7 separate regions of the Mus musculus genome follow, and all the other regions are linked to region 3. A link is a contact called in public HiChIP or PLAC-seq, Micro-C and promoter capture Hi-C data. All regions are on one chromosome and are shown on one strand. Each heading gives the region's core, a stretch centred on a gene start, on an enhancer-like site or on the middle of the called end of the contact. The rest is flanking DNA. Distances are from core to core; before and after follow the strand shown.

Region 1 (3,610 bases), core at 449-2,948, 330 kb after region 3:
GAATTTCAAGCCAGGTCTGATGACTCATACCTGTGACGCCAAAACCTGGGAGGCAGAGACAGGAGGATTGCTGCACATTTAGGGACAGCATGGTCTTCATAGTGAGTTCCAGGCCAATCGGGTGATACAGGGAACTCTTTCCAAGTTAAAAACCAAACAAAAACCCAAAAATGTAAACTTTCAATTAATTTTAGCTATCATAGTGATCTACACTGCTTGTCAACTCTTTCCCATTTGGGCTTTTCCTGCCAGTCAGCAAAGAAATGAAAACAGTAATTGTAGTAGAGGCAGTGCTTGCTAAGTGCCTCTGCTGTACTGGCTCAAACCCGTCAGACAGGCACTATTATTAGCCCTACTTGACAAATCACAAAATTGGGACATAAACAGAGCAAATAATTCTGCCAAAGCAACACATCTAGGGATTGGCAAAGACAAAAATATAGATGCAGAAAATGCCAGGCCTTGGATGCCTGCATAAGTGCTTCTTCCAACAAGGTGAGTATCCCAGTTCATGTTGACCATAGGTAAACACAGACACTGTGATACTTAGATACTTGCAGTCATTTGATAAGCTATTTTACATCACTGAGACTAACAAAAAGAAAGATGATTTTGTTCTCTCGGTTTTGAGACACTCATTTTCTCCCTAGCAGTTTCGTTTATATCAGTCTTAAAAACAGATTCACAACAGTTAACTATGAACCAGGGCTTCTACCACATATCGAAGTTCCACAATCTACATTGCCTGCCTGGAGGTAATGCGTTCTTCCTGTGCAGCTGAGACTCAGAAATATCTTTTCCTGCTGACCCTAGACCTAGAATGAACGGTTGCTCAGTGTGAACAGGGTAGAAGGTGGCTTGAACTAAAGGTTGGGAATTTGTGGGAAGGGAGGAGACACAGAATTCCTAGCAAGATATACATGGGCCTCTGTTTTCTTCTGACTTGCTAAGCTGCCAGCAAACTCAGGCTTTTGTGCATGTCGTTTCCTCTTAGGCTTCAAGCGGGTCTTCTTGACACTTGTTCTCAACTCAAATGTTACCTCTTCAGCAATACCTTCTAGGGCGCCCTATCCCGCTTCACTGCCAAAATGGACACATATGACTCTAGGATTTGTCGGTTTCTTCAAAGCCAGAACCCTGACTTTTCAATGACCACTGCATTATAGCGCATAGGCCTTGGCATAAAGTCTATACGCTCTGCACACAGCGTGCAATAAGAAAGGACAGAGACAATACAACAAGGAAACTTCTAGCAATCTCAATCACTTCAAATCCTAGCCCTCCACCTCCGTCTCTTTAAAACGGGGTCGCGCAGACAACCCCGGAAGGGACTGTTTCTGGAACTTTCGGGGGCGGGGACGGGAAGGTGGGCTGCGGCGAGCGGCGTCACGTCCGTTAGGATTACCTGTGGGGCTGGGAGCGAAGCGCACTCGCACCGGGGCCCCGGGATCTGGGCCCAGACTGGCCTCGCGCCGCCCCACGCGGTGCCCGAGGGCCACCACGTGCGGCTCGGCCAGCAGAAGCCTCTTGAGGGGCGCCGCCATGTGGACTAGAAACACACACGTGGGCTCCTTCGCGCGTCACTTCCGCTCGGCGGGGGGGAAAAAAATCACTCCAACCAATCAACTTTCGCCACAGCGAGCGCGGCCCTGCCACTTAAAGGCGTAAGCCGCCTATCTGGGCTGCTCACGCCCCTCTGGACTAGGGCGGCGATGCGCCGCCGCTCGGGGACCGAGCGCTGCGAGCAGGCGATCTCCCAGACCCGCCCCCTCCGGCTGCGGGAATGCTAAAGCGTGGCAGGGGCCGGCCCGGGAAGCGGAGGAGGCGGGTCTCCATAGAAACCTCCACCTGTTTCCGGCCAGCCTGTGTGAAATTAGGGGCTGGTGCGGGGGCCAATCTCCGCCAGCTCGCTTCTTCCCGGCGGCCCCTGCGGTCGTGGTGGGTGTTGTACACAATCATCATGGCGGCGGCCGGAGCCCCGGATGGTGAGTGTGGCGGGGAAGGCGGTCGGTCGGCGGCTGAAGAGCTTGCGGACGCTGCCGGGGTCGTGGGACCGGGCCTGGCCCCGGAGGGAGGAGCGTGGCGCGGCAACGACGGTGCCCGGGCCCGTTCTCGTCGCAGGCCGGGCTCGTGGCGAGCACCCACCCCCCTAACCCCTTTGCAGGCATGGAGGAGCCAGGCATGGACACGGAGGCCGAGGCTGTGGCCACCGAGGCGCCCGCACGGCCCCTCAACTGCGTGGAGGCCGAAGCAGCCGTAGGGGCAGCGGCGGAGGACTCCTGCGACGCGCGAGGCAACCTGCAGCCGGCCCCGGCCCAGCCCCCTGGGGACCCTGCGGCCCAGGCCTCGGTCAGCAACGGCGAGGACGCGGGCGGCGGTGTGGGCAAGGAGCTGGTGGATCTGAAGATAATCTGGAACAAGACCAAACACGACGTGAAGGTCCCTCTGGACAGCACGGGGTCCGAGCTAAAGCAGAAGATTCACTCCATTACAGGTATTCGAGGAGCTGACACCCGACTGCTTCTACCCACGACCTACCTTCTAGCTCTTGATGCTTACGTCGTGCTAAACTGTTAGCGATTTTCTTGCGCCTAGACTCCCGCTATCCTCACTGCAGTTTTCTGAAATCAGTACTTGTATGTCCATTAGTAATCAGAGAGGGAAAATTAGGCCCAGAATGATAGTGGTACCACCAAGTGGTGGAGTGAGATGCAAGCCTGAATCTTGAGTATTAAGGCTCACCCTTCTAACTAATGTTGGACTGTCATTGCTAGGCGCGGTATTTATGAACTTTACAGGAGATTCTGAACAGGTCCAGTATTTAGCCACGGATTTATTTTCAGCAGACAGATCAGTTTCATAAGGGAAGTTCATGAAACAGTGTTATCAACTGTCCTAATGGCCCTTTATAAATATTCATACATGGCCGTTTTATTTGTTTTGGTTTGCTACTTGAAATACTTTCCTTAAAGCTTTCTCCATGTATCGGGTAAAAAGCTTATTGGCTTTCTGTATCTCCTACACTTGGGAATTTTCAGTATTTAAGTGGATAGAAGATAGAGTTATAACTTGGAAACAATGATACCTAGACATCAAACAATTCTAAATACCTTACATTCATGTAGAAGGACCAAGTTTTACCAATCAAATAGTCCTGGTGTTCTGAACTCCTTCAAGTTCACAAAGCTGATAGTTGATGGACCAGTATTCACTTCCTGTTTTGTTATAGAAGGGGGATGGTCCACGCATTTCCTGCTTATTCCTTTCCACTTTTTGTCAAGGTCTCCCACCTGCCATGCAGAAGGTCATGTATAAAGGACTTGTTCCTGAAGACAAGACTTTGAGAGAAATAAAAGTGACCAGTGGGGCCAAGATCATGGTGGTTGGTTCTACTATAAATGATGTTTTAGCAGTAAACACCCCGAAAGATGCTGCCCAGCAGGATGCAAAGGCTGAAGAAAACAAGAAGGAGCCCCTCTGCAGGCAGAAGGTGAGACCATTCGGCATCTGCTTGTGGTCCTGGGAATGTAGAGACTGGTTACAGTCTCCCTAGAATAAGCTCCTTTCTGGACAGGGCCCATGATGGAAATGTATGGAGCAGTTGGGTGCA
Region 2 (3,515 bases), core at 53-2,552, 370 kb after region 3:
TTACAGATGGTTGTGAGCCACCATGTGGTTGCTGGGATTTGAACTCTGGACCTTCGGAAGAGCAGTCGGGTGCTCTTACCCACTGAGCCATCTCACCAGCCCCCTTTACTGCCCTTTTAACACTTTTATAATGACAACCTTTTGGTCTAGCCAATGGGACAATGGCCTGCCTATCTATTACACTGTCGGTGAATCTCAACACAGGATGTAGAACCTTAGCTCTTCTTGTAGCGTGCAGGTGTGACTGAAACCACTACTTCAGGAAGGTCACTGAGTATGAGAATCGGTTCTTCAACTTGGCCCAAAGTCTACTACAGTACTTCCTAACCTTGCATGCACACTGGAACTTAAAACGCCATGCCAGGGCTTGATACCAGCGGAAAGAGTCAGAAGGGGAGCGGGAAGAGGGCTAGTTAGGGTTGAAAGTGACATCCTCACAGAGTTTAAGCCCCACACTGGTTTCATCAAATATGCAAACTACACAGGACTTGTTTCCTATCCTTACTTCCAGAAAGTTCACAGACAAAAGGTGCCACAGGGGGGAAATTACAATAGAACTCTGGGAACCTAGAGAATACTCTGCAGAGGACTATTATGGGCAAGTGGCTTTCCTCTTGTGTACGTCCTTGGAAGTGACCACGGTAATTGCCAATCGCAGTAGGTGCTCTACTCGAACTCTCACCTAAACTTCATTGCCACTCCGCAAGGATGAGAGCTGGTGTCCAATTTTGTTCTTCAGTCAAGACTGGGTCAAAAGCCGGGCATGGTGGCGCACGCCTTTAATCCCAGCACTCGAGAGGCAGAGGCAGGAGGATTTCTGAGTTCAAGGCCAGCCTGGTCTACAAAGTGAGTTCCAGGATAGCCAGGGCTATACAGAGTCTCGAAAAACCAAAAAAAAAAAAAAAAAAAAAAAAAAAAGACTGGGTCAAAGTCCTGTGCTCTAATCATAAGACACTTAGCTTCGCGACAGGGGTCAACCAAAACCCGTCAGGCAGTGGGGCTAGCCGTGTACCCCATCACCCCTGCAGGTTCTGTGCAGCCCCTCCCCCAACCCGGACGGCCCGGGGCCCTGACCCCTGACTAGCCCCGGCAAAGTCACCGCAAGTCACCTGCGCGAGCGCCAAGGCGGACTGCAGAGCCCCGGGTCTCCTCCGGATTCCCTCAGGGCATAGGGTGGTGCTGAGCGGCCGCGCCAAGGCCAACGTGGGAAGCCGGGGCAGCGGCGCGAAGGCCGCGGGCAGGCGGCGGACACAGGCGCAGAGGACACGAGACGCCATGGCTACGCCAACCCAGGATGCACTGCGCCGCAGCCTCCCGCCGCGGCCGCAGCTAGCGCCGTACGCCGGCGACGTACAGAGCGGCGCTTGAGGGCTGCGCGGGCGCGGGCGGACCCTAGCGGCTCCCAGCCGCGCTGCACCCACCTCCTTTAGAAGGACAAGGGCTGCTGTGGTTGCAACTGCACAAATGCCATCTAACCCTAAACACTGTCACTGACCCAAAAGAGAAACCGACTTGATTCTTCTCCCAAAGTTCTGAAATATATTGTTGGCTGTCAGTAGAGAGGAAGCGCCTAGCCTCGCCGAGACTTGAAGTAGCGAGGTACCCAGGGGGGTCCCCACCATCTCAGAGACGGAGAAGGGGATGGGGATGGGGGAAGGATTGTGGGAGGGGCTGACCGGGAGCGGGGAGGTAAAGTGAATAATTAAAAAATAAATAAATAAAGAGAAGTTTTAGGCAATCAACAATATGGGTTGGCCCACAATCAGCGAAAGGGGCACTCTCAAGCCTCAAATTAATTCATTAAATAAGGTTTTTCCTCCTAAATAAAAAGGATAGAGAATTTGAGAGGGGAATATGCTAGATTGTGAATTTTATAATGTCTAGCCTATGGGAGAAAGAGGCAGGAATTTCAGGGCAAAATCAACTCGACAGTAATTTTTTGCCTTTTCTTTGTGTCCCTTTCTGCAGAATGGTATATTAAAACTGCATCATTTTCAGAAAAAAAAAAAAAGTTGGGTGGGGATCATGGCATAGTGGCAAACAACATTAATACCATCACTCTGCAGCCAGGAGGATCTCTGAGAGTTGAAGAACACCCTGGTCTACACTGCAAGTTCCAAGCCAGCCAGGGCTACATAGTGAAACCCTATCTCTGAAAAATAAAATATGTCACGTTTCTCCCATAGCGCTAAGATTTTGTTATTGTTGTTTCAGTGAAAACTCAGTACACATTATAAGTGTGAGTTTTAAGACTAGTAGCCAAGTAGGTGTGACTGTCACGTCCTCATTCCCAACTCCAGAGGCTGAGGCAGGAGGATCATCTTATGGTGGTAGCCTAGACTACATAGCAAGGCCCTGTCTCAAAATAGATAAATAAACAAATAACCCCCCCCTCCACAAACCTCCCAAACTCCGTGTGCTTACAGTAACCTGGAGACCAGGAAATGGTGAAGTACAACAGTACATATTTTAAATTTTGATAATGCATGGATGTAGGGAATTTGCCTAGCATGACCGTTCTAGGTTCAGTCTGCAGTACAGCCAAAAGCGAAACTGGACAATGTGTGTATATTACAGATTAGGCAGGTTACTTACAGCTTTGCAGGTAGAATTCATTTTGACACTTCAGGATCTGAGACGGTGAACAAAAATGGACAAGTGAAGCCCACACACCAACTAGACACTAAGCAGGCAGACACCAAAGTCAAACTCCTGCACTAACGCACCTTCAAAGTGCCCTTTCCTTTGTTTTCAGCTAAGACTTTCTGGTGTAAGTTGAACATGCCTAGAAGCGGCCCTGTTCATCCCTCTCAATATCAGAAACGTGTACCCCATAACCTAAAAAATGTGCCTAGTACCTTCATCAATGATTTAAACTGAGCATGCTCAGAAGTCAGTGTGGGGATAAAAGTGTGATTACAAATGGGCCAACCTCCGTGTGGATATATGTGGAGGGGCTCACTGATAACGTTCCTCAGTGGCTTTGTTTAATGAGTTTCTTCCTTTGAGAAGAACCCCTTGGCTTGCCTGACTGATGCGGGCACTGCATTTTACTATGTCTCAGCTGTGCTACTGGGTAAAGCAGTGTTTCCTGAGGATCAGTCACTTGGACTAACATCCCCCTCAGACTTGACTTGACTACTTTCCAAAGAGGCCCTCTTCTAGCAACAAGTATAATAACTTTTGGAATTCACTCAGCACACAGTTAATGTAGCCTGACTTCTGGAGATCTGTGACACTAGTCTCTTGTTTAAAGATTATCAGCATAGCCAGGCGTGGTGGCACACGCCTTTAATCCCAGCAGTCAGGAAGCAGAGGCAGGCAGATTTCGGAGTTCGAGACCAGCCTGGTCTACAAAGTGAGTTCCAGGACAGCCAAGGCTACACAGAGAAACCCTGTCTCAAAAAGCAAACAAAAAAAAAAAAAAAGAGAGAGAGAGAGAGAGAGATCATGAGCATTAAAAAAATTGGGAGTATTCAAGGAAAAACAATTGGGAGGAGGGGTCATAGTATTGT
Region 3 (3,575 bases), core at 137-2,636:
TGGCTTACTCCTCACGTCTTGCTCCCTTGCTTTCTTGTGGCACCCAGACTTCCTTCCAATCCAGGGATGGCACCACCCACAGTGAGCTGGACCCTCCCCCATCAGTCATCAACCAAGAAAATACACCACAGGCTTGCCTACAGGAAAATCTTGTGGAGGCATTTTCTGAAACTCTTCCACCGAGTTAACATGTTAACTCATGTTAGCAACAAACTAGCCAGCACAATGATTCTACTAACTTATTTAGGGAGGGAGGTGGATTGCTTTGTTAATTCTTCACCGTGAGCATTGATTGCAAGAAATACTGCTTAGGGATTTTAGGGGATTTTTTTCTTTACGTTGATGGTCAATAATGCTTGACATGTTTCTACCCACCAAAAGTTGTGATCTTTGGTCAGGCAAAAGAGGCATCTCATGGGAAGCCAGAGGTCCAGACGTCTGAGACCCATGCCCCCCTGATGAAATAGAGCACAGGCTGGACTCAAATTCGCTATGTAGCTGAGGAAGGTCTCGTGCTTCTGAGCCTCTTGTCTCACCCTCAACCCCAGATCTAGCACAGTAAGCGTGAGCCACCACATCCAGTTTATATGATAGTGGGGATCAACCCCAGGACTTTGGTTATGTTAAACAAGCACTCTACCAACTGAGCTACATCCTCAACTCAAGAACCTGCGTTTTAACAAGGTCTGTAGGTGGATATGAACACGTTTATGTCTAAAATGTTTGAATACTTAGTGACACGCTGTCTTTTGTGGGGCCATGTTTCTTCCCAGCTCAAGGGGATTACAACTTGAATACCTATCTTGGATCCCTCACAGTTTCAGCGGTCTAAACTTATTTTTAATAGTCAATTTGTGTGAGTCCCTATGGAAAGACAATGACAGGCCCAAAGAATAAATGATCTGTTTAAATAGCTCCTGTTGCCCACAGCAGAACTCTAGATGATGCCGAAGCAACTGCGTATCCTGACCAGGTCGGAAGGGTGAGGGATAAGAGGCTGTGTGGAATGTCTTCTGGAACTGAGATAAGAGACCTCCTGCGACCTGGGTCAGAATGAGGCAAATGAGGTGACTCTACAAAGTACTCTGGGGCTGTGACCCAGCGGGAATGCAGGTTGCAGAGTGGCCTCTGGGAGGCAGCAAGCTTGCACGGTGCCACCACGAGAAGCAGCGCAGCCCGGGTTGAGGCGCGGAGCTGACTCTGGACAGCAGATGGCACTGCGGGGTCGCGGCCTTCTCCGGGCTAAGACAAGTCGGGGGTGGCCCGGGGAAAACACCTGGGCAGGTGTGGGCGGAGTTTGAGTGGGGAGGAAACTCTAGGGGCGGGGTCTGAGCCTGACCCACTGGCGCTCCTGGCCGTGCCACTTGGAGATGCTTGGCTTTATGAGGCCAGAAGAAGAGGAGCGTCTCCAGACTGTACACAGGCCAGCCGTGACCCTTCAGTTCAGAAAGGTAAGCCCAGCCGCGTCGGGTCAGTTCGATTCCGGGGTTCCAGGTACGTGAGCAGCCACAGGGCGTGGTGGCTTCCAAGAAAAAGATTATTCTGTCCACGGGTGGCGGGATGCTGAGACATCCAGAGCTTGGCTTGTGATACAAGAGCTGAGCGACAGGCGTTTCTGAGCCGGTGTGCGTGGGAGGAGCGCATCTCGGATCTTCTCTGCCTAGCTCACCCCACTTGAAGAGCATGCGTTTGACAGCGACTGTTCTTTCAGTCGCGGGAAAGTTTTTCTTTAGAGGTGCCTGCTGCAGAAAGAATCAAGCACTTGAAGCGGGCTGATTGAAAGTGGAGCCCTTGACTGCAGCGTTGCGATAGCTGGCACGAAGCAGACGGCTTTTGCCGCAAAACTACGCGCCAGGTCGCTTCCCAGACTGCAGCGAGTCAGTGGGGGTAGCTCGGTCCCAGGGCCTTGAGTCCTGGCTTCGGAGGTTCAACCTATTTCCGAATAGCACCGTGGCATGGCGGGAATCAAAACATTGCCCGAACCCAGGCTTTTGTGCCCAAGTTCTAGGATGAACAGAGCCTTGCAAACTGTCACTCCTCGCCAAGCTTCAGTTTCCTGACAGGGACAGAGGCAAGGTTCGGGGGCAGGTGAGGGAATAGAGAAGTGTCAGGAAGAAAAACGGGGACCTGGAATTTCGAAGAATTCGTTCGTTCTTTCATACTGTGTGGCCTTGGGCAGATTACCTAACTTCTTTACACCTCCATTTGCATCTCTGTGGGATGGGGATAGTAATAACACCTCATTTAGTCTGTAGTGAGAATTAAATTAGGTGCAAATGTTGGAATAGGAACCCTGGGCACGGTGTAGCTGTAACTGACGTCTGCCATCATTCTGCAGCAGCTGTCGCCTGAAACCACTATCATTATTTAAGCAATAACACAACTAGTATGTGTTCTTGGGTTCAAATCCTAGCCCGGACACTTTCTATTATGACCTTGGGCAAGCTACTTAGTCTATCTGTGTGTCTCTGTTTCATTTGTGTAATAGGGAAATGATGATATCTACCTGGGAAGACTGTAGAGCGCATTCTGTGAGCTAACCTTTGAGATGAGTTCTGAGCGTATCAGCTTCAAAGTCCTCTAACAGCACCGGGTTGAATCAAGGCCCATAATCTAGTAGAGCTACAATCTTGTTTTGCCTTAGAGTTGAAATATTTATGTGAACATTCTGGAGTCTCCTCTCGCATGACTGGCTGGTCCTCTGCGGACGAGATGAGTGGGAACCCCAAGAATCCAGAATTCACCTTTTGGCAAACATCTGACAGAGGGACCCATTTCTTTTCTTTTCTTTCTTTCTTTCTCTCTTTCTTTCTTTCTTTCTTTCTTTCTTTCTTTCTTTCTTTCTCTTCCTTCCTTCCTTCCTTCCTTCCTTCCTCTTTTTCTTTTTTCTTTTTCTTTTTCTTTGTGACAGAGTCTTATTACATAGCCTTGGATGGCCTAAAACTTGATAATTTGATAGATAGACCAAGGTGACTTAAACTCACAGAGATCCTCTTACCTCTGCCATTTGAGTACTGGGATCCAAGGTGTGTGTTACCATGCTCCACGGCATTTTTTTTTTAAAAGGATGACAACATTCAAAATAAATAAGGTAAATCACACTGCTTGCCAGGGAGCTAATAATTTTGTCAGTAAGAGACAGTTTTTCTCAACCTAGAAAAAAATCATGTAAGTCTGTGGGTAGGGCAGGTTACTGGGCGTGGTCGGCTGCCCCTGGCCTCTGTTCTCTTGTGCTATGCTCTTGTGCTTCCTTCTTTAGTACTATGTATAATCCTTAAACCCACAAGCATTGTAAACTTGAGAGCCTTGCCCCCCAACCTTCCCCCAATTTTGGACCACGTTCCATTGATTCAGTTTGGAAGAAAACTAAGCCTGGTGGCCCAGAATCCTGCCTAGAGAACTTGATGGTGACATCGTTAGGTTAAGCAAACTAAGCCACTCTCAAAAAGAGGTTTTCTCTCTTATGTAAAACTTAGATTTAAGTGAGAGAGCGAGAGGAATGAAAAGGGGGACCGTGAGCGAGTAGACAGAGGTTGTAAAGGGGGGGGTCGAGAACAGAAATGTGTGTGTCATGA
Region 4 (3,982 bases), core at 636-3,135, 420 kb after region 3:
TGCCTGCCATAGGCTGGATTCTAACTTAACCTTTTTACAGAACCAAAGATCTCCTGCATGCCAGCTGATTGCTCTACAACTGAACAGTATCATCTTTTAAGTTGTGTGTGTGTGTTCATGTTTGTGCCTGTGAGCACAGGCAATCACATAGAGATCAGAGGACCTCCTTAGAGACAGGCCCTCTCTCTCATTCCACCTTGTTTGAGGCAGTGTCTATCAGTTGGATAATATGAGCTATCAGCAAACATATGAACCCAGAAGCTGCAGTAGCACAGAGCATAAAAAGGCTGTTGCCACATGGCTGGATGACGTGAGTGTAGTCCCTGAGACCCATATACCTAACCTGCATGGTAGAAGGAGAAAACTGACTCTCCTGCAAAACTGACTCTCCTGCATGTTCTCTGACACGCAGAAGCGTGTGCGCATGTGTGTGCGCGTCTAGCCTAGAATTCAGAGGCCTGCCTGCCTGTTTTCCCCAGCACTGGGATTGAGGGTGCATGCCCACTCCTGGCAAGCTTAAGTTTTTGGAGACAAAGCTCTGCCTTATTCAGAAAGTACAATCGTTACCCAGAGACTGGGAAAGACAGCAGCACTGCCATTTTTTGCTCAATCCAGCAATTGGATCTTGCTAAGACCCTCCTGGGGGAACTAGAGCAACAACAGCTTCTAACGGAAGGTATCACTTAAGTGCCCAGATAGGCAGGGGGGCAAAGAGGGTGTCTGGGAACAGTGACCAGAGCTGGCCGTTTTTTTCTATGAAAAGCCACACGCCTGCTCTGTGTGGCCACTCTTTTTACATGTTGTAAATCCATTTTTTTTTTTTTTTCGAGACAGGGTTTCTCTGTATAGCTCTGGCTGTCCTGGAACTCACTTTGTAGACCAGGCTGGCCTTGAACTCAGAAATCCGCCTGCCTCCCCAGTGCTGGGATTAAAGGTGTGTGCCATTACGCCCCGGCTCATTTTTTTTTTTTCCTAAGTGAAGGCTGAACGGACACTTCGGCAGGGCAGACTTGGCCTTGGTATACCGGCATGCTAGCACTCTTCTAACCAGCTACCCCCCCACCTCTGACTAAAAAATTAATTTTTTCTATTTGGGGCTCTGGGCCACACAACTTGGAACAACCCAGGTAACCTTGCATCGCGGGGCAGACGTCCGGTGTTTCTTACATATCACAGGGCATAGGAATCATCTGAAGGTCTTGTTTGACCGGCAGGTCATGCCTGGGAAGTTTCTTTCCTTTGGGGTTAGTGGAGCGGTAGCTGAGGCTGATCTCGGCTAACTTGTAATCCTGAACCCACGCCCCTCCTTTGCCTTCTTAGGGAATTCCAGGTGCTGCAGATGCTGCTGGCCTCCTGCGTTGTTCAAGAGAAGGGTTGAGTTACTTCTCAGGGGCTGGGAGCCCCTAGTGCCACAGAGGAGATCGGTCCGTTGCGCCGTGAAGGTGCATCTGCCTGCTGAGCTTGCTCAGTTTTGGGTTTATTTAGGCTAGCCGGGGAGAGGGCTGTCCACCGCGGAGGCGGTGCACTCTCAAGCTACCGGTTGGCCTGGAGTTTCAGTTCTAGAAGGCCGGGTCCGGTGGAGGAAGGTGTTAGATCTTAACAGTTAGGAGAAGCCCCTGGAGGAGGCGCAGGTGAACCACATGAGCACGCCCCAGCCGAGGAGCAGAAAGCAGGACAGAATCCTGTTCTTCTAGGGATCTTCACGTAGTTGCTTCGTTCCTGGTTTCCCAGGCAATCCTGAGCAAACGCAGTCCTCCAGTCCCTGCCCATTAAAAATTTCGCCGGCAAGATCGGAGTTTAAAGGCGGCTGCGCCGTAGAGCACTCCCATGGTGCCGCGCGCTGGGCGGGTTTGTATTTTAAATCCCCGCGGCCAATCAGCAACGCGCAGGCCCTTGTAACGTTCCCAGCGCCGCGTTTGAATTCGGGGAGGAGCGGAGCAGAGCAGGACCCTCTGCACCGACTCAGCCAGGTTCGTGGAGCAACTTCGGCATCATGAATGCAGCGGCCAAAGCTGGAAAGCTGGCTCGAGCACCAGCCGACCTCGGGAAAGGTGGGGTTCCGGGAGATGCAGTTCCCGGTGCCCCAGTGGCCGCCCCGCTGGCGAAAGAAATTCCGGAGGTCCTAGTGGACCCACGCAGCCGGCGGCAGTATGTACGGGGGCGCTTTCTGGGTAAAGGAGGCTTCGCCAAATGCTTCGAGATCTCAGACGCAGACACAAAAGAGGTGTTCGCAGGCAAGATCGTGCCTAAGTCTTTGCTGCTCAAGCCCCACCAGAAGGAGAAGATGTCTATGGAGATCTCAATTCACCGCAGCCTAGCACACCAACACGTCGTAGGCTTCCATGACTTTTTTGAGGACAGCGACTTTGTATTTGTAGTTTTGGAGCTCTGTCGCAGGAGGGTGAGTGTTTCAGTCGCAGTGCTGGGGCTCCCACACCTGGAACTTGCTGACAAAGGGGCACCGAGGTTTTGGAGTGACCTAGAGGAGTGGTTGGGTTTCAAACTTTTATGGAAAGGCTTCTAGCGAGGGTACTTGGCACTCCGAACTGCTGAGGCCGGGGTTCTGGGGAAACCGAGACCAGATCCTGTTGCTATTAGGGATGGAGCTCCCAGACGCAAGGCAGCGAGTCGGTACAGGAAATGGATTCATAAAGTGGCTAAGGAAGGGTCCCAGGCTTGGTGTGCCACGCACCTCTAACTTCCGGAGTGGGGCAGGGTCGGGGGAGGGGGCGGCTGTTTGGAGTCAGATTTTAGAGCTTTCAGGAAAGGGAGGGAATCTCCTGCCAGGAGGAAGCCCTGGGTAGGGGAGTCGAGAGTGGGGTTGAGAGAAGACTCAGGAGAGGGTCTGGTGAATGATAGTGACCAACCAGTGTATGGGTAGAACTATCAGAAACCTGCTAAGACTCTCCACTCCGAGCGTCTAGTCCTAGCCACATCCAGCTAGCCACTCTTCTTGGACTTCAGTGACCTCTTTCTCCCTCCTCAGTCCCTCCTGGAGCTGCACAAGAGGAGGAAGGCACTGACCGAGCCTGAGGCCCGCTACTACCTGCGACAGATAGTCCTGGGCTGCCAGTACCTGCACCGCAATCAGGTCATTCACAGGGACCTCAAGCTGGGCAACCTCTTCCTGAACGAGGATCTGGAGGTGAAAATAGGTGAGGTGCTGGGCCTTCGGGTGTCTGGTGTCAGGGCAGGAGGGGACAAGGAGGGGAAGGTGAGGAAATAGAGATGCTGCCCTCTAGTTAGGAAGTGGAAAGTGTGTGTGTGTGTGTGTGTGTGTGTGTGTGTGTTTGTGTGTGTGTGACACTTTCCTTGCCTTTTTTTTAGATGCATTGGTGTTTATGCCTCAACTCAGTAGTTTTGAACTTGGGGCCCCTCCCCCAAATGCTTCTCTATAACCTAGCACTGAGCCAGACCCTCAGCCAATTTCAGGTCTGGACTTACGCTGTAGAGTATGGCAGGCAGCATCTCCTCAGGTGTCTCTTTACTAAGCTGAAAAACCTGCCCCCTTGAGTCTGATTGGCCAGTCCCTAGATCCCTGTCACTTCTCCACACACTTGCCCAGCAGCAGTCACGAAGATCATCTACTTGATTCCCCAGTGCATCTAATTCTGCTATCCTGTGCATTTTAAATTTCATTTACTTATGAATGGAGACAGGCTAACTTCAAGGAGTCAGTTCTTTCTTTCCACTGTGTGGGTCCCAGGATCGACGTAGATCATGTTATCAGTCTTGGCAGCAAGCCCCTTTACCTCCTGAGCCACCTTAACCACCGTAACCCTGCTATCTAAAGAGGTGTGTGGGAGGCTGGCTAGGGCCAGTACAGTGGAAGGGTTCAGGGACTCTGGGGCCTCAAGCCACTAGTTCTCAATGCTCAGGATCAAAACAGAGCTGCCTGCAACCACAGACAGCCCGGGCTTAGCAGCTGAGCACCCTCTCTTCTTTCCTCTGTCCCAGGGGATTTTGGCTTGGCAACCAAAGT
Region 5 (3,474 bases), core at 181-2,680, 400 kb after region 3:
GTTTTGGTCATTAAAAATTAAGAAAAAAAGTTACTAACAACTTAAACTTTTCTTAAGCACTTTCCCCACCTCATTCCCCAGCACTTTTGTGGGACTCCAGCACTTCTGTGCTAAAGTCACTTTAGTCCCCATCCATTCTCAGACACATAATAATAAAAATGGCAGATACTTTCATAATGTGCTTCAGTTAGTCCTAGGGAATTTTGTGACTTTAATGTCCAATGACTCAATTAGCACTCACAATAACCCTAACAAATAGATTCTATTATATAATCATCCTCCTTTGAGATATGCAAACTGAACAGAGAATAAGCAGTTCCTCCAGGATGCTGCCATTTATAACTGCTCCATTTAACACCCCCCCCACACACACAGAGGTTTCATATCATATATATTTTGATTCATAATAGCAGCAAACTGCAGTTATTAAGTAGCAACCAAATTATGGTCATGGGCCACCACAACATGAGTAATTCTGATCTTAACCTGTTATCTTGTCCTCAATCTTATCAGTAAGTAGGAGTTATCTTGTTTATTTGTAAATGATCTTTACCACCCTTAGAAGGTAAGACAGGATAGGAAGACAAATTAATGTGAATTCTAATTTTGCACAGAAAGCACAAGAACATGGAAGTAATATTTAAGTCTTGCAGGAGAATAATATTCTGAGCCTGAAAGAAATGAGAGCTCCTTCTAACTACTACACTAAATTTGTATGCACACACACAACACCTGTTCATTATATGTAATATTTATATTATTTTCTTCCCCTCATCTTGTTCCAACGTGGGTCTTAAACATGGAGAACACCAGCTGCAGAACCAACCAGAGTACACGTTATAACCATCCCCTTCTCCAATGTAAACCTATTTTGGAGGTCAAGCCCTAACAGACAAACACGAAAATGTATATATATAAGGCTGTTGACGTGACGTGAAAGATTTATGTGACGGGGCCGGAGTGGAGTGGGAGAGAAGAGGGCCTCTAGGTTTACCTATATGTAGTTTTACACCTAATATTTATGCAGTGCCACTAGAAGATGGGTTTGGCTCGTCTGCATTTTAAGCTTCGCCACCCGAGCAGCGCGCTCGTCTCAGTGACTTCTCGTGGAGGCTGTAGGTAGGAGGACACTGCCTCGGATACAGGAACTAGGTTTGAAAACCCAGCCTAAAGCCCTGGGTCACCCTTCCCGCAACCCGGGCACCTTTTCCTTCTCCGCATAGCTGAGGGGCTTCCCGGAAAGCTCTTCCATCGGGTTGGAAGCCGAACGCAAGGAGCAGCCGTCTCCAGCCTCGGGCCTGTGGTCACGGGGACCCAGCCAGGGCTTCCTAGGGCCAAGAGGAACCCCTGGGAAGAACGGGGACCTAGTTCACCCCCACTATGTTCCTGCCGAGCCACACAGGTTCCGCGCGCTAGCCGCTCTGGCCAATTAAAACCTCTGTTCGCTCTGCGCACGCGCAGCTGGAGACTGCCGAGCGATCGAGCAGGCTTGACTAGAGGAGAGTCGAATGAGAGTCCAGGGCGGGGATAGCGGAAGTGGCCGATCAACCGGAAGTAGCTGGAATCACCGTCTGCCTGAGCTACTGACAGGATCCTGAGGTTCAGAGAGGGGGAAGCCATGGAGTTGGGCGAACTGCTGTACAACAAGTCGGAGTACATCGAGACGGTGCGCGTGTGGCGACCCTGCCGCCGCTGGCAGTCACGGGACCCTCGAGGACTGGACGGTCGCCCCTCCCGTCCCGGCTGCACTGGTTCCCGTTCCCTCAGTCCCTTCCTTGGATGACTTAGAGATGCTTCGTGTTTCATCTGATTGTTATTTAGTCGGTGCATGCATGCATTAGGCTCTCTTCTCCTTCATCTCGTGTGTGTGGGTGTGCTGTGTAGCGGGGGAGGAAAGTGTGGATGTGGGAGAGTTTCTATGCATATATATCTATGTGTGTGCATATACACACGCCTGAGTTTCCTGTTAAATAATGTCTTCCAGAGGAATACACAGTACAGCCTATTCATTCTGTATATAAATTACATTTTCAGACTCCGGGCCCTTTTTAAAAATAATATTTCACAGTCTGCTTACGTGCTAAGACGTTATTGTTTCTATTCGTCAACTCATAATACAACATATGTAAACTGCCCCCGTTAGGGTTACTATCATTATTTTTTCTGTGTGTCTGTGATCATGGAAAAGTAATTTTCCTCACTGAAGGCTATGAAACCGTAATATGGAAGTGGGGTCTGAATGCACATCAGTCATTAGACCGCTCATTAGATACCGATCCTGAATTCATTTCTTGAGCTCTCAGTTCCTGATCTACCCTTGCTCTTTTGATAGATTGGATTCAGTTCCTGAGTGCTCTTATCACGGAGCCGTGCCCACAGCCTTCCCCCCCCCCCCCCAGTGCATTCCTTCTCCAGTTTGTTTTTGTTTGTTTGTTTGGTGATGGAGTCTCACTTCATAGTTTAGTCTAACCCCAAATTCACAGTCACCCCACCCAGAGCTGGGACAGTAGGGGTGCAGTATACATTCAGGCCTCATTCATTTTTAGACTGCCCTTCATTTGAAGTAATTTTCTCCTCAATGTGAGCTTTCATGATGGAAACTGTAGTCCAGAAATCCTCTGTTTTTTCACTCCAGATTTCTGTTTGCTTTTAGGCATCTGGGAACAAAGTTAGTCGCCAGTCTGTTTTGTGTGGAAGCCAGAACATCGTCCTCAATGGCAAGGTAAAGGGCACAGGCAGCTTCAGGAGGTTACCCTTATGCCTTCAGCTAGTCACTGTATCAGCAGGGTATATGGGATAGTGCTGTCTCCAATTTGTCATTTCCAGTTCTCTCTCTTTGTTTTTGTTTTTTTAAACATTTATTTATTTTATGTATATATGAACACATTGTCACTGTCTTCAGACACACCAGAAGAGGGCATTAGATCCCATTACAGATGGTTTTGAGCCACCATGTGGTTGCTGGGAATTGAACTCAGACCTCTGAAAGAGCAGCCAGTGCTCTTAACCGCTGAGCCATCTCTCTAACCCCTCTTTCTTTGTTTTCATTTTTTTCTCCAAATTAGATTTATTGAATGCACAAAGACGATCAGGGAGGAGAAGCCAAAAAAATTAGAGAGCGGCCCATTAGATGGGGAATAAAGAAGCTTTAAGGAAGAGGGTGGGGAGGGCAGTAACACGTGAAATATAACAGGAGAGAGCACAGGAGACACAGGGCAGCTAGACAGAGGGAGAAGAGAGGGGAGGAATTTCTTCTAAACAGAACGTGAACACTTCTGTCATTTTCTTCAGTATTTTATTTAAATAGGATTTACATTGCATTAAATATTATGAGTAAGAACATGGTGGTGGTGGAGGGAAGGGCCAGAAATCTTTTATGTCTGAACAGAATGCAGTGGCAGATTGTTCTCTGTGCTGTATTGTGCCTAGGACTACTAGACACAAAACTCATGAAGAGGCAGTATCTTAAGTACT
Region 6 (3,882 bases), core at 55-2,554, 340 kb before region 3:
AAATTACTTATCATGTACTATATGTATTAGAAACTAGTCCCTACAGCAGAGAGCTTGATCTAAGTTTTCTAGGGATGGGCTTGGTTTAGAAACAGAGCATATTTCCCAGTTTGAGCAAGAATACACAGACCTTGTCCTGAAGTCATCGTCAGTCTAACGGAAGCTGAGGGGGGTGGTGGGGTCATACAGCCATCTTGTGAGGGTCTTCTCTTTGGGAACACTGGTCCAGGTTTTTAGGGGATGTAAATCCCACCTGGAATGCAGGGTTCTAACCAGCTAGGGTTGGTCACTGGGAGCTGTTCTGAAGACAACCTCTTGACAATCATTAGATGTAGAAGTGCTCTGTCCTTTATTTCCTCCTGCTTTGTCACTGTGAGGAAACCAGTTATATGCTGACCCTTATATAGCGTCTGGTACCCTGGACAGCTCCCTGGGGAGCAGGCCACCGCTAGGGGGCGGCCGCCAAGAGATGAATAAGTCTGAGGCTCTGGGGCTAGCTTGATTTCCAGGCCCAGTAAGGGGGCGGGGGGGGGGGGCGGGAGTCGGGGTGTGTGTGTGATGAGGTGGTGTGCAAATTGGATAGAGGTTTGTGCTCCATGGGTGCGAGACAGAGTGAGTCGCCTGGGTGTGAGTCAGCATGCGGGTGCTAGGGGGCTCGGTAACTAGTCACGGAATCTCACTCTCCTCCACCCATCCATTTTGCACTGTGCGCCCAGGTCCCATGCGTGTGCGCACCCTGCACGATGCCAGATTCCAGGCTGTGTGTATTGGTTCGGCGAGATGGCTGGGGATGGGGTGTGTCCTTGTTGTGTTCCTATCTTCGGGTTAGGTGTATTCTTCTCTCCACCCTCTGTGGGGTGTTGAGGAGTGTCCGGATTAGAGTGAGCTTGTTCCTGTGCTAGTGTATGTGTGGTGCATGTGTGGGTAAGTGTAGTGGAACCGAGTATCAGGGTTGGGTGCTTGCATGAACACCCGGGTCTATGTGTAGGGTGGGTGTTGGCGTAATCTCAGGTGTCCAGAGGCCGGAGTGATGGGGGTGTCTAATCTCCCACAGGAGTACAGGACATACCTGCCCACCCTCCCTTCACCTCCCCAAGCTGGTCAAGGCTCCGTAGGGAGCAGTCCTCATGGGGAGAACCTGGGGAGGTGTTGTACCTGAGAGGAATAAGAGAGTCAGGGTGCAAGGGGCGGGCCAGGTCCCCGGGTGCGGCGCGGGCTCGGGGGACCCGCGCGGCTGACGTCAGGCGACTCCTTAAATAGAGCCGGTAGCGCGCTCCACTCGGCATTTCCCGAGGAGCCAGAACGCGGCCGGCGCCAGCGCCACCGTCCGGTCCGCTCATCCTCCCGCCGGCACTGCCGCGCGGCCACAGAGCGTCCCCAGAAAGGCGCTCGGAGCATCCGGAATGGGGCTTCGGGCGCTGGGCGCGCTCCGAACCCGACGCGCGTGAGAATCGAAGAGCGCCGGGAGCCGCCCGGCTGTCCAGAGCCCTCATCGCTTAATACCGGGAGATGCTGGCAATGCAGCCACCTGGTCCCCGAGGAGCCACCGTACCCGGGACCCCCGGGCACGGTGCTTGCCCAGGCCAGCTGCCCCCAGAGGAGATGATATCCCTTACGCCCAACGCGCACAGCGGGGACAGCGCCACGCGAGCCCTCTAGGCAATCGCAGAGCCACGCAGCAGCTCCGCCGCAGGTGCCACCTCGGAAACCATGACCCCCGGCGCGGGCCCATGGAGCTATGGCCTATAGGGTCCTGGGCCGCGCGGGGCCACCTCAGCCGCGGAGAGCGCGCAGGCTGCTCTTCGCCTTCACACTGTCCTTGTCCTGCACTTACCTGTGTTACAGCTTCCTGTGCTGCTGCGACGGTCTGGGCCAGAGCCGCCTGCTCGGCGCACCGCGTTGCCTCCGCGGCCCCAGCGCAAGCGGCCAGAAACTTCTGGCGAAGTCCCGCCCGTGTGATCCCCCGGGGCCGACGCCCAGTGAGCCCAGCGCTCCCAGCGCGCCCGCCGCTGCCGCTCCAGCACCGCGCCTCTCCGGATCCAATCACTCTGGCTCCCCGAAGCCAGGCACCAAACGGCTGCCCCAAGCCCTCATTGTGGGCGTCAAGAAAGGGGGAACTCGGGCGGTGCTGGAGTTTATCCGCGTGCACCCGGACGTGCGGGCCTTGGGCACTGAGCCCCACTTCTTCGACAGGAACTACGGACGAGGACTGGACTGGTACAGGTAAGAGGGTCACGACAGCTCCACTCTGAGCTTTGGGTTCGCTCCATCCTTAGAGTAATTCCTTGCCTGTCTTAAACCGGCAAGTGGATTGTGGGGTGACTACTGTAGAGGGTCCACCCAGAACTTCCCGGAGACTGACTCTTCATGACGCTCTTTGAAGCGCAAAGGGAAAGAGTATTCCTCTTGTCCCTGGGGTCTCTGGAAGGTAGGGGACATTTCTAGTCAAAACTAGGTGCTGGCTGGAGGGCTGCCTTCTTTGTCCAGTTTTTAGGGCGGTTGGAGCTGGTTCCCTAAGGCAAAAGGCTCTACTCCTACCCCTAAGCTGATCTTCCCTGGCCTGTGTGGCACCTGCAGTTGAGAAAGGGAAACCACCACAAAGGCCCTGTGTGGTGATTTCTGCCTGGTAGGTACCCATTCTTAGGGCAATATGAGAGTGTGTCCTGAGTTCTCGCAATGAGGAGAATGCCAGTCTCTGCTGTAAATATTCGCTATGTTCTGAGGCTCACTCCTCCAGCAGTTCTAGTCCTGAGCTGGTGGGGTTGGAGTGTAGGAAGGAACCTTCGCTTTTGGTCCTGTCTCTGACACTTACATTGAGCAAGTTCCTCAAACTCTTCCAGCATTTCTTTCACTATCAATTACAAGGGGCTGGAAAATACTTCCTGCCCTGTTTGCCTGTCCAGTCTTTTTCAAAGTGTTTGAAAGATGTAAAAATGACCGTTAGAGGTGCTTTTAAAATAGTAGCCAACAGGAGGGATTTGGAAGATAGGTGGGCACTTCAGGTGAAGACTAGGCAGGATCCTAGGAGTAGTCAGACATGCTTAGAATGCCCACTCTTCCCTTGGACTTCTGCCAGCTAGAGTCCCTCCCTCCTCCAGGGGGTGGTGTCTGGACCTACAGTGAGGCTTCATTCTCCAGTGCAGCCTTCACTCTTCAGTGCCTCTGGTATCCATTGGCCTTCACACCTTGTGTTGTGCAGAATTGCAGGATAGGTGCACAGAGGGACTGAGTCAGGGCACCTCTGGGGCTAGAGTATAGTGTGAGCCTAAGAGATGTCACAGAATCTGTCTGTCATGGAATCTACCTGAAGACATTCTAGGCAGTTCAGAACAGTAATGCAATTCTGGAGGGATGCCATGGTGGCTGCCAGAGTTGCTGAGGCTATTTCTTTTATTTTTCATATAAAAGGAGACCCTTGACTCATTAGAGTCATAAGCATACTGGATAAAGAATAATTTCTTTGGAAAAATGACCCGATGGAGTCATAACAGAGAGTTCTGGATTTCCAAGGAAAGGGGGATCCACAGGAATGTGTTGTCACCTTTCTCAGCTAGCCCTGGCCAGTATAGCTATGACTGTTAGGAGCAATGGATGGGACGTATGCTGTCCCTAAGAGGCAGACACAGTTTGTAGTAGAGCCAAGCAAGGAACTGCTGGCACACAGTCAGGTGAGGCTTCATGCCAATGCTGATGACCCACTATGCTTTCTGAACTGTGACCCAGAGGTGTTCCATCTAGTTATGTGCAAAGACTCTTTGAACCAGACCCTGGGGTATGAGCTGCAGAAGCATCGAACACCAGTGCCCTGCTCGAGGTCGCCCTCAGCCACACTCATTGCGTGCCAGGGTTTCCTCGATGGAAAATATGAAGATTGTTATGAAA
Region 7 (3,770 bases), core at 635-3,134, 290 kb after region 3:
TCCTCCACACAGGTGGGGGCGGAGTGGGGAAGCATCTACCACAATTACTTTTGATCCCCGAAACCAAGGATCCTTCGTACACTCATCTCCTGAGTCCATCTATGTACAGGGAAGGAAGACTATATGGGTGATGGTAGTCCTTTCTGGGTTTTGTTTAATGTTTTGTTGTTGTTGTTGTTTGGTTTTTGTCTGTATGGTTGGTTTTGTTTTGTTTTGTTTTTTCCCAGACAGGATCTTACTATGTAGCTCTAGCTGTCCTGAAACTCACTACGTAGGCCAGGCTGGCTTCTCCCTCACAACTGCTGGAATTGGACTAGTGTGCACTGCTACAGTCTGGCTCCAGGTCTTTAATTAAAGTAATGTGCATGCACGTGTGCTTACATTAAACCCTGCTGATGGGTTCAGATAATCCTTTCGACTCCTGATCCCCACTCCCTTCATTCCTATTGTAACCACCATCACCCCACCCCACCCCACCCCAGCTATCTAAAGACCTTATATATCTACTCCAAGTCTGAAGTCTCACCCTCAACCAACTCACCAGGTGGAACTGCATGTGGTGCTTTCAGTAGAAGCGAAGCTGTCTCCAACAGCTTCTCCTACATGTTGAAATAGAAAGCTATAGGCCTGCAATGACTCAGAAGATAAAGGTGCCTGTGACCAAGCCTTGTGGCCTGAGTTCGAGCCCTGGAACCCACAGAAGAGCCTAAGGAGAGAAACGACACCCTGACCCCTTCCCCAGTTGTTCTCTGTTCTCCACGAGCCAGGAGCAGCACGCCCCACCCCAAATACACAACATGTAATAAAAATGTTTAAATAATGCAGTCCCTTCTGCGGCGCTCACGCGTCTTACTTCATTAGCAAATTAGTCTGAGGTCTCTTTTCTGGATTCTCTGAGCTTTAAGCTTTGCACTCCTGGCCAACAGGCCTACTCGCTCCCAGAATGTTGTACATTCTCATCCTGAGTTTTTGCAGTTTCCTGTCTGGAATATGGCCTCCTCCATTGTCCACACACTGTATACCAGCTATGACAAGCCCCAGGTAAACAAAACAGCCCCTAACTACGTTCAACAAGCGCCCCTCCTCCAGCTTCTGTTGAGAAGGTGCTGTTCTGGTAGCCAGTAGCCAATGAACATGTCTTTGTGAGCAATGTCCCAGTGTTACCATCTCAGTGCACCCAGCACGTAGTGGAGCCCACCCAAGGGGTGGATTCTTTATTCTCTCTGAACCTCAATTCCTCAGATAAAGAGAGAACCTTTAGAACCGCACCCCCAGAGATCACCGTTAAGCTAAGACAAGGAACAATTAAGTCTGGCCAGAGTAAATATGCACCGAGGCATAAAAGCTGGTTTTGCTCTTAAAGGTAGCAGCCACTTAAGCTCTTAGACTCAATGATCTGCAAAAAAGCTGCATCGCCCGCACGGGTTAGTAAACCCAGGTACTCTCGGTCCTGCGACCAGACTAACAATGGCTGAAACGCTTTCTGCACAGTGCTTGGCACAAGAGATCGCTAAGCATTCGCGCTCCAGCTGTTAAGTGGTGCCGCCCGGCCACTGAGCCATGGCGTGGTCTGAGGTCCCCAGAATCCCCTGGGTGAGTCTAGAGGCCCCCTCCCGCCGCGGAGGACAACCAGGGCGGCGGGAAGCAGGATCACGTGTGGCGCGATGCTACTCACTGAGCCACAGCTCCAGCGCCGCCGCTGCCCCAGGGCCGCCCTCCGCCGACTCGGTCCCTGCCGGGGATCCGGTCCCCGCTGCCACTGCCGTCGCTGCCATCTGCCCAGCCCAGCGCTGCGGCCGCAGTCACTCCTGCCCAAAAGCTGCAGCCACCGCCGCCGCCTAGCCTTCGCTCCAGCTGCCGACGCGGCAGACACTGAGAGGCACGTGACGGGGCGGGCCCTATTGGACACGCCCATTTCTGGGCCCTGTCCCGCCCCCACGCACCTCCTCCCGGCCACCTCCAACTCACGAGGTCTTTTTTTTTTTTTTTTTTTTTTTTTTTTGTGCAAGACCACTTGAAAGGTCAAAAGCCAAGCTAGTTAGGTATTGATTGTCCCCTCTTCTTCAGAAGCAGGGTTCCCAGAAAAGATACTGGACGCCTGGCTAAATCTGAATTTCAGATAAAGAATCATTCTTTCAGCATTTTTATTAGGGTCTTCTCCGAGTATGTATCTTCCATTCGGGTTTCTGACACACTTTTTTTTGATGACACATTGCATCATAATTCATAAAACAGTTATTTTTATGAAAAGATACTTTTCTCAAAAAAACAGGTCAGAGGCAGGCGGATCTCTGAGTTTGAGGCCAGCCTGGTCTACAAAATGAGTTCCAGGACAGTCAAGGCTACACAGAGAAACCCTGTCTCGAACACCCATCCCCCCCCAAAAAAAAGAAATAAAAAACAGGTCGTGATTCTCATACCCTAAAAAGTGAACACATTAATTATATATAAACATACCTTTTTCTAACTGTTTTGAGTTAAGGTCTCATGTAACCAGCTGGCTTTGATCACTGCATAGCTGAGGAGGACCCAGAATTCTTGGTCATCCTGCCACTGTGGTACAAACTTGATTACAAGAATGTACTACCAGTACAGCTTTGTTGTTATGGTTTTTGTTTTTGCTTTTGAGAAAGGGTTTCTCATACTCATTAGTCCAAGATGGCCTTTGAATGATAAAAGCTAAGATCCTAAAAACCTGTAGTAAAATCCTTTTGCCTCAACCTCCCAAAAGCTGGAACTACAGGTGTGAGCTACCATGCCAGCCTAACATGAAATATTTTCCTTTATTTAACTCTTGAACTTAAATGAAGGAATCAAGTAGATGTTGTATTAATATGTCCACAAGAAAAGCCAAAGAGAAAAATCTATGTAAAAATAAAGGACTGTTGAGACAAACATGCAAATGGGCATAAGACTGGCTCCAGCCAGTGGAGAAAGAGGTCTGTCCAGTGGACAGGATTAATATGCATGTCTAGAGGCCAGCATAATTTTGCCATTGCTGTCAATGATCTACTACTAACAACTCTGCTAAGACTGAAGGAGGCCTTAGCCTGGAAGGCAGTCAAGACTGCGCACGAGGTCCCTCTGAAGCACCAGATCCTTCCACACTGTCCCTATCATTCCCCACCCTCAATGTCACACCCCAGTACATACACACACACACACACACACAGAAGGATTTTAATTTGCATAGACCTGGACCACCAGCATACCAAATGGGGCTTGGCATACCAGTAAGTATCTGTTGAATGGACACATAAATAGTGGGGACAGTCAGGGGTAACTCTAGGACTTTAGGCATATCATAATCCCAAATGTACAAACATTTTTTTAAGTTTTTATTTGTATGTGTGTTTTGCCTGCATATATATCTATGCACCACATGCAAGCCTGGAGCCTGAAGAGGCCAGAGAGTGTGTCAGATTCCCTGCAACTGGAATTGTAGACAGTCCTGAGCTGCCATGTGGGTGCTAGGAATTGAACCTGGGTCCTCCAAAAGAGCAATACATACTCTTGACCACTGAGCAACCTCTACAGCCCTACTTTTAATCTTTTAAACACTATGCATATGTATGTGCATATGTGTGATATGCATGTCGGTACAGGCACACGCATGCCACAGTGTGCTTATGGAGCACAGAGAACAGTTTTATCGAATTGGTTTTCTCCTCCCACCCTTAGGTGCCTTCTCAAGATGGAAGTCATATCATTATGCTTATATGGCAATCACTTTTACCTGCGGAGCCCGTGAGAGGGCTGCAAATATTTAT

Evidence for each region. Promoter capture Hi-C pulls out the DNA fragments that hold promoters and counts their contacts. HiChIP or PLAC-seq counts read pairs in DNA pulled down with a chosen protein or histone mark. A called contact is a pair of places that touch in the nucleus more often than the background predicts.
Region 1: an H3K27ac HiChIP or PLAC-seq map of epiblast stem cells shows a contact between it and region 3, with 5 times the contacts expected there. The contact joins the promoter of Ubfd1 here to the promoter of Scnn1g in region 3. A contact is called at or near these places in 12 of 39 promoter capture datasets (the 3T3-L1 cell line, the C10 cell line, the HPC-7 cell line and 6 more), 3 of 15 datasets of contacts at CTCF or cohesin (embryonic stem cells, pro-B cells and stem cell-derived epiblast-like cells), 8 of 484 Hi-C or Micro-C datasets (B cells, the Ba/F3 cell line, the G1E-ER4 cell line and 5 more), 9 of 115 datasets of contacts at active chromatin or transcription factors (T-cell acute lymphoblastic leukemia, astrocytes, bone marrow-derived macrophages and 6 more) and 2 of 9 other capture datasets (embryonic stem cells and pancreatic islet).
Region 2: a CTCF HiChIP or PLAC-seq map of embryonic stem cells shows a contact between it and region 3, with 12 times the contacts expected there. The contact joins the promoter of Ndufab1 here to the promoter of Scnn1g in region 3. A contact is called at or near these places in 5 of 39 promoter capture datasets (the HPC-7 cell line, hippocampal neurons, liver and 2 more), 2 of 15 datasets of contacts at CTCF or cohesin (embryonic stem cells and pro-B cells), 9 of 484 Hi-C or Micro-C datasets (B cells, the G1E-ER4 cell line, the HPC-7 cell line and 5 more) and 3 of 9 other capture datasets (embryonic stem cells, liver and pancreatic islet).
Region 4: an H3K4me3 HiChIP or PLAC-seq map of embryonic stem cells shows a contact between it and region 3, with 5 times the contacts expected there. The contact joins the promoter of Plk1 here to the promoter of Scnn1g in region 3. A contact is called at or near these places in 2 of 39 promoter capture datasets (liver and pre-B cells) and 3 of 115 datasets of contacts at active chromatin or transcription factors (embryonic stem cells, epiblast stem cells and large pre-B cells).
Region 5: an H3K27ac HiChIP or PLAC-seq map of embryonic stem cells shows a contact between it and region 3, with 5 times the contacts expected there. The contact joins the promoter of Palb2 here to the promoter of Scnn1g in region 3. A contact is called at or near these places in 2 of 39 promoter capture datasets (hippocampal neurons and liver), 1 of 15 datasets of contacts at CTCF or cohesin (embryonic stem cells) and 3 of 115 datasets of contacts at active chromatin or transcription factors (embryonic stem cells, large pre-B cells and pro-B cells).
Region 6: a Micro-C map of embryonic stem cells shows a contact between it and region 3, with 1.7 times the contacts expected there. The contact joins the promoter of Hs3st2 here to the promoter of Scnn1g in region 3. A contact is called at or near these places in 1 of 39 promoter capture datasets (maxillary cranial neural crest) and 3 of 484 Hi-C or Micro-C datasets (embryonic fibroblasts, embryonic stem cells and neural progenitor cells).
Region 7: a contact with region 3 is called in a promoter capture Hi-C map of trophoblast stem cells, with 3 times the contacts expected there. The contact joins the promoter of Gga2 here to the promoter of Scnn1g in region 3. A contact is called at or near these places in 8 of 39 promoter capture datasets (cranial neural crest, embryonic stem cells, frontonasal cranial neural crest and 3 more), 2 of 15 datasets of contacts at CTCF or cohesin (large pre-B cells and stem cell-derived epiblast-like cells), 6 of 484 Hi-C or Micro-C datasets (the HPC-7 cell line, embryonic stem cells and trophoblast stem cells), 12 of 115 datasets of contacts at active chromatin or transcription factors (the NIH/3T3 cell line, differentiating embryonic stem cells, embryonic hindbrain and 6 more) and 1 of 9 other capture datasets (pancreatic islet).

The regions. Positions count from the first base shown.
Region 1 is chr7:122,065,500-122,069,109 of GRCm38.p6, forward strand. Ubfd1 (ubiquitin family domain containing 1) reads left to right here and starts at 1,699. Exons shown (of 7, transcript NM_138589.2): 1 at 1,699-1,985; 2 at 2,165-2,494; 3 at 3,282-3,490. The coding sequence starts at 1,784. It overlaps Ears2 (glutamyl-tRNA synthetase 2, mitochondrial), which reads right to left and starts at 1,587. Exons shown (of 9, transcript NM_026140.3): 1 at 1,406-1,587. The coding sequence starts at 1,544.
Region 2 is chr7:122,100,546-122,104,060 of GRCm38.p6, forward strand. It overlaps Ndufab1 (NADH:ubiquinone oxidoreductase subunit AB1), which reads right to left and starts at 1,303. Exons shown (of 5, transcript NM_001360744.1): 1 at 1,110-1,303. The coding sequence starts at 1,277.
Region 3 is chr7:121,733,093-121,736,667 of GRCm38.p6, forward strand. It overlaps Scnn1g (sodium channel, nonvoltage-gated 1 gamma), which reads left to right and starts at 1,387. Exons shown (of 13, transcript NM_011326.3): 1 at 1,387-1,451.
Region 4 is chr7:122,157,550-122,161,531 of GRCm38.p6, forward strand. It overlaps Plk1 (polo like kinase 1), which reads left to right and starts at 1,886. Exons shown (of 10, transcript NM_011121.4): 1 at 1,886-2,401; 2 at 2,987-3,155; 3 at 3,958-3,982. The coding sequence starts at 1,994.
Region 5 is chr7:122,131,516-122,134,989 of GRCm38.p6, forward strand. It overlaps Palb2 (partner and localizer of BRCA2), which reads right to left and starts at 1,431. Exons shown (of 13, transcript NM_001081238.2): 1 at 1,205-1,431. The coding sequence starts at 1,252. It overlaps Dctn5 (dynactin 5), which reads left to right and starts at 1,526. Exons shown (of 6, transcript NM_021608.3): 1 at 1,526-1,666; 2 at 2,654-2,722. The coding sequence starts at 1,619.
Region 6 is chr7:121,390,992-121,394,873 of GRCm38.p6, forward strand. Hs3st2 (heparan sulfate (glucosamine) 3-O-sulfotransferase 2) reads left to right here and starts at 1,305. Exons shown (of 2, transcript NM_001081327.1): 1 at 1,305-2,223. The coding sequence starts at 1,739.
Region 7 is chr7:122,019,314-122,023,083 of GRCm38.p6, forward strand. It overlaps Gga2 (golgi associated, gamma adaptin ear containing, ARF binding protein 2), which reads right to left and starts at 1,885. Exons shown (of 17, transcript NM_028758.2): 1 at 1,676-1,885. The coding sequence starts at 1,775.